Linked DNA regions of Mus musculus: region 1 is linked to region 2. A link is a contact called in public HiChIP or PLAC-seq data. All regions are on one chromosome and are shown on one strand. The core of a region is the stretch at or near the end of the contact, and the rest is flanking DNA. Distances in the headings are between cores, read along the strand shown. Region 1 has its middle 35 kb from the start of Gm34848. Region 2 holds the start of Tasor (transcription activation suppressor).

What was found. HiChIP or PLAC-seq counts read pairs in DNA pulled down with a chosen protein or histone mark.
Region 1: a contact with region 2 is called in an H3K27ac HiChIP or PLAC-seq map of differentiating embryonic stem cells, with 4 times the contacts expected there. The contact joins the enhancer-like site here to the promoter of Tasor in region 2. A contact is called at or near these places in 13 of 39 promoter capture datasets (the C10 cell line, the HPC-7 cell line, cranial neural crest and 6 more), 1 of 15 datasets of contacts at CTCF or cohesin (the NIH/3T3 cell line), 25 of 484 Hi-C or Micro-C datasets (CD4 T cells, CD8 T cells, CD8 central memory T cells and 13 more), 20 of 115 datasets of contacts at active chromatin or transcription factors (CD8 T cells, T-cell acute lymphoblastic leukemia, bone marrow-derived macrophages and 12 more) and 4 of 9 other capture datasets (adipose tissue, liver, macrophages and 1 more).

Annotation. Positions count from the first base shown.
Region 1 is chr14:27,229,580-27,232,401 of GRCm38.p6, reverse strand. It overlaps a transcript of Arhgef3 not described here. Among named protein-coding and RNA genes, the nearest start is that of Gm34848, 35 kb to the left of the region's middle. Within about 2 kb of position 1,436, at least 163 of the 459 cell types and tissues checked have an H3K27ac peak or open chromatin away from gene starts, as enhancers often do. A contact at or near this core is called in CD8 T cells, CD8 central memory T cells, the CH12 cell line and 19 more, where this site is marked.
Region 2 is chr14:27,427,469-27,430,168 of GRCm38.p6, reverse strand. Tasor (transcription activation suppressor) reads right to left here and starts at 1,335. Exons shown (of 24, transcript NM_001114879.2): 1 at 785-1,335. The coding sequence starts at 1,100. Gm52095 (a long non-coding RNA gene) reads left to right here and starts at 1,542. Exons shown (of 4, transcript XR_003951011.1): 1 at 1,542-1,627.

The sequences.
Region 1 (2,822 bases), core at 187-2,686, 200 kb after region 2:
TAGAAATAATACAGATGCCCAGGGAACTGCTCTACAGTCTTGCCCGTGCGGGAGCTTTTGCAAAGCGGCCCTTTTGATTTCTATCTTCGAACACGAGCCTCCTCCATGCAGCTCTTCCAAGGCCTGTCAAGTCCTCTTGGTTAGCCTCGCCGTTAAAAGTGAACCCCTTGCGGGTTACTGACCTCCGCTCGGTTCTTTGGAAGAGAAAAGGTTTACACGAATGGAGCTGATCTCTATCAGCCAGAGAACTTCCTTACTTGGAAATGGCACTTACTATTTGTCAGTCTACTGCCAAATCAAGTTACGAGTGGAAAGGCCGAACGTGGGGGTGAGGATGGCATTTTTGAAGCTTCTACTGAATAATAATAACCAGGAGGATTTTTAAGAAGAAATTTGCTTAGGTCAGAAAAACAACTTTACGTTTTAATGTTCTGGGTCAAACTATGTAACAAAGCAAAAGTCATTTTTACTACAAAGTTTCTCCTCCGTTTTTTCAGGTATACTTAAAACAATCAGGGCATTTCTTTCATGTGTGTGTGTTCCTTGACCCACATAGGGCAATCACTTCTCTCCTTCCTCCATAATGTGGGTTCTGTGTACGAAACCGGGGCAGTCAGGCTCCCTCGCCTTTACCCACTGAGCCATCTCCTCAGCCCCTCCCTCCCTATAGTAACTTTAGCTACAGCCGCCTGCCAGGGCTAGGAAAAGCAGTAAGATGTGATGGGCTGGGCCCGGTACTGCTTGGTAAGACACTTCACTTCTGCAACCTGAGTTTTCTCATGTGTAGAACACATGTAATGGTGCCTTCCTTTCTCAACAACGTGTGGGAAGTCCTACAGGACACTGACTGACGTGTGTGAAGGCAGAGCAAACCGTGTAAGGACACCAGGGGTCCTCACATTCTATTTTTGTATAGGTTTAAATATTTCTGTTACTTTTAAAAAAAAATATTTTTACTTCTTTTCAAAGTGAAGAAAATGTATCCTCTTTTAAATTCTGTTTGATTCTGATCTGCTTGTTTGTGGTGGGGTCTAATGTGATAGCCCAGCATGGCTTTGCACTTGGAATTCTCCTGCCTCGACCTTTTGGGCACCCATATTTATTCATCACTGTGTCCATCTGAAGAGTTCAAGAATTCTACAAAAACATCCTCAAGAAAATACCAAGATATTAAGATGCACTCTGTCTCCATGATGCACAGCACCCTGATAGTCTAACAGTAAAGTACTTTTCTCCTTTTTAAAATGTGTGATTGGGTGCATCTGAAGAATAAAAATTGCTACTTTCACCTCCTTAAATCAGAATTGTAAAGGAGTCACCAATACTGGGAAACAGCACACCAGCCGGATGCTGGGGAGAGGTCTAAGTGTCTACACAAGGGATAATGCCGTCCTTACTGGAGGCCTAGCACCTGCTCCCACATAGGCCTCTCCCAGGACGCTGCCTCTTTAAGAGAGACTTCCTGGTGAGGCAGAGATTTCCGAATGCAGCTTCCTGGAGACCACATACATAAACAATAAACTCTGCTGAAGAACTGCAAATAGACAATACAGCCCATGCTGCGGCTGGAGCGGCTGGAACACGAACCAATTATGAGGGCTGACAATAGCCAGGGCATTCCATGAGGAATGCAGATCTGTGATAAACACAGGGAAACAAGTTACCCAAACACTATACACCTGCACGCAGTGAACGGATTTTTAAAAACACGGAGCCTGACCTCTCATACCAGAGAGAAATGGTTGCCTCCAGAGTCAGGGCTGTTTTTTAAATTATCATCGGCCAGGAAGAAAGCAGCCAAAACTCTTCTCAGAGCCCCGCCACACACTAAGTGCACACTCAAGAGAACACGTGTTTCCAGGCTGACCGGCGAGGCCTGGGACATCTCTAACAGCCAAGCGTGTGTGGGGTTGCCCTATAGTTGAACTCCCTTCCTGGGCCTGGGGAGCCCCCAGCTCAGAAACCAGAGCCCAAGTCCTACTAAAGAAGACAAACACTGCCCACTCATTTCCCAGCCTTCCTTGAAGCCAGAGCACCGGAGTACTAGCCAGGCTCAGCCAATTAGGTACTGCCATCGGAGGCCTAGGTCAGGAGCTGGGAGGCGGGGCAGCCAGGACACTGCAGGGCTAGTTGTGTGGGGGTCATAGGGGATCATCGTTAGCAGGGGTTGTGAGGGCAGATTGGAAGCTATGTTTTATTGTCAGGGCCGGGGTTATAAAAGTGACATCTTCCCCACCCAGAGACAGGTGTCCTTAGGACAATTGTTAGTGGTGTTATCTGGGGCTGTTCCTGATTTCCTGATCCTTCCCAGTCTCTGTGAGCGAGCGAGCGAGCGAGCGACCAACCGTGAATTCACTTTCTATTTAACAGAACTACATCTCTTGCTAAGGGGCTAGTTCCTGAACACAGTTCTGTGAGGCAGTCCCGAAGTTAAGAGCACAGAGTAGCTCTGAGCTCCAGTATGGAATGGCTTCTCTCACACTTACACTGCCTCCTGACCTTATGCCCTGTATCGGTTGGTCTCTGATTCCTCCTGGACTTTATCTTCTTCTGCCTTCCTTCCCCACCCCCACCCCCAGCCCCAGCCCCCAATCTGAGGTCACACGGCCTGTTTCTCATCAGGCTCCTTCCTGTCTCCGGGTCTGTGCACCTGCTATTCCTCTTCAGGAAACTCCACCCCAGCTCGTCACAGAGCAGGCAGCATCCTCACTGTGTAACATCAACTCATGGGAGGCCCCGACCGACCAACAGACAGACCAGGCTGTCCAAAGGACTTTGCTCCCCACCCCAGCTCTTAGTTCCCTGTCAAGATACCTGTTGAT
Region 2 (2,700 bases), core at 86-2,585:
GTTTAAGTCAAATCCAGAAAATTCCAAATTATCGGACAGTCAAAACCTACTCTAAGAAAAAAAAAAGTGTACGTTTTACAATATGGCACTAAGATCTCAAAAAGTAAGCAACCCAACTGTTCCTATAATCGTTTAAGAAAAGTCATTCTAGGCTTGGAAGTTATACAGAAGAACCTACGTAAGCTAATGCTTTTCCAAAAAAAAAAAAAAAAAAACTACATGGAAATGAAGTGTGATGGAAAACTGCATGGAGCGCATATACTAATGGAGAGTTTTCTAAATAGAAGACGCTGACATCGAGCACATTTCAAGTAGACACACAGAGCTGAAGAATTTCCACAGTGAGAAACACTTGTCCTTAGAACGCAGTGGCCTTGGAGAAAGCCTCAGAATCCATGGCCACAGGCTACTTCCACAAGCAGACTTCTCAGAAGCATCTTTAGGAGGCCACCATCAGCTTCTCTGCCTTCGGGGCTTGGGGGAAAAGAGGGGCACCGAGCACCATCTTTCCGCTCGGGGAGCCGCAGCCTTATGGAAACGCTTCAAACCTGAGCTACTTCCAACTTCCACGGGGAGAGGGGGAGCGGCGGAGCGTGGTTCCACCCTATCCTCTCGCACCAAGGGCGGCTGGGCGGCCGTGGCCGTGAGCGGAGAGGCTGCTGGCGCTTGCGTGCGTGTTTACGTGTCTCGGATGGGTGTGGGGAGAGGAGACAGAGAGGTCTTAATGAAAAAGATGGAGGGGGAGGGAAGCGAGAGAGGGGGTGGGAGGAAGGGGAGGCACCACCTTTCTTTTCTCTGCTCTTCCTGGGGATCTGAAAACTCCGCCTAAAAGGCCTTTCCGGCTCTTCGGCGCCTTTGGGCAGAGCGGCCGCGGCCGCTTCGGAGGTTTGCTGAGGCTGCTCGTGGCCGTAGCTCCGGGCGGCTTCAGCTGCCGCGGTCTCCTCAGGCCCCGCGCCGCCGCCGCCGTCGCCGCCGCCATTTTGTAGGGAGGACTCAAGCTCCGGAAGCGCTGGCTTCATCCCGTCGTCTCCGCCGCCGCCGCCGCGGCTTTTCCAGCTCGCGTCCGTCGAAGGGGCCTCCGTCTCCGCGGCAGTCGCCATCGCGCGGGCGTGAGGCGCTCCAGGGAGCTTCCGCCCACAAGGTCGACGGGCGTAGGGGAGGAAGGGCGGCGGGCCAGGCCGCCGAGGTCTCGGCCCACCCGGCCCCTCCGCCCCCGGGGACCGCACTCCAGCCACAGAGACGCCTCTTAACCGCCACCGCGGCCCTAAGCGTGCCTCTCGCCCCGGGAGCTGCTCCGGATTCGGGCGGCTTTTCAACCGGCCCTGGCTACCCAACGTGCTCGCGTCGGGCCCGGGAGGGGGCGGGGCCTCGGCGGACCCGCTCTACCAATAGAAATGCAGAGCCCGCCTCCGCGACTGCAGAGAGACCGTTCCAGGAGGGCGGAGCCTCGCGATGCCGAGCCCGCCAAAAGAGGAGAGTGCCACGCCCGGGGAAAGCGTCGACGCCATCGCTTCAGAGTGAGGGCTTGGGCTTGGCAGCATTCTGCGGATTCCTGGGCCCTGCCCTCTCCGCACTGCGTTTGACGGAGGCAAGCCCAGAGGACGTCTTTCGGACAGTACTCTTGCAAGTAAGCACCTTCTTTCCTCCGGAGGTCTGTGGACCAAACCCGGCACATAATTGGCTGATCCTGGTCGTGTGATCGGTCTGCTCTGAGCTGATCTTCCAAAGGACCAGAATTCGAGCTCCAGCCGACATAGGACAACTCAACCAGCAGTTAGTCACTTCAAAGAATCCAAGTCCTTTTCTGGCCTCGGAGGGCACTAGGTATACGTGTGGTGCTCTATCATAAATGCAGGCAAGCCACCTATATGCATAAAGACTATAAACAAACAATAAGAAAGGCAGTGAAGAGAGATAAGAAAATGGCCTCCAGTGATAAGCAGGGTGATAACATCCTATTCCATCCAGACTTTCTGCTTTCCCAGTAGATCACGAGCACTGGTCGTACTCCAGACCAAAGCACTACATAAGCAAACATTCAATATTTGGGATTCTTCCGCACAATTTACAACCTAATGATGGGAGGCACGAATGCTCGCACACCTAGAAGAATGTTCGACCACCTAGAAGAAAACAATTTGATAGTGAAATGAAGGGAGGGCCTTTCAATAGTTTCTTTCTAGGTAAGGGGTTCTGAGTTACCATCTGTATAGACACATTCTCACAACAGATACCAAGTAGATGCTTTTGCACAATTTAAATGTTGAAATTTAGGCAAATTGAGATGACAAAAGCCAGGTCTAATTTCATCCAAAGTATTTATACAGCCTAAGGCCTAGTTTTCAAGCAGCTCCGGCCCAATAATGCATTTGATGAAGAAACACGGGATACTTTTTACTCAAGATCTCTAAGCAACAGCAGCAGGACGCCCAGGTCTTTGTCCCCCAACACCTCAATATTACTGAAGGAATTGTTAGGCCAAGATAATAAACTGCAAAAGAGCCACAGCCTCTGTCAAGTGATTGGTACTTGAAGAGCTCTCCAAGAGCAGCAGAGGATCTGGGATAAGCATCCATTGTTTGGCATCGTGTGTAGTGTAAAACCTGCACCTCTGTGAACCAAATCAAGGAAAAGTGTATGTAAATCAGTTATTAGTAAACAGGGTAGGTGCTTGGGATTTAGCTGAGTTCACGGAGATTG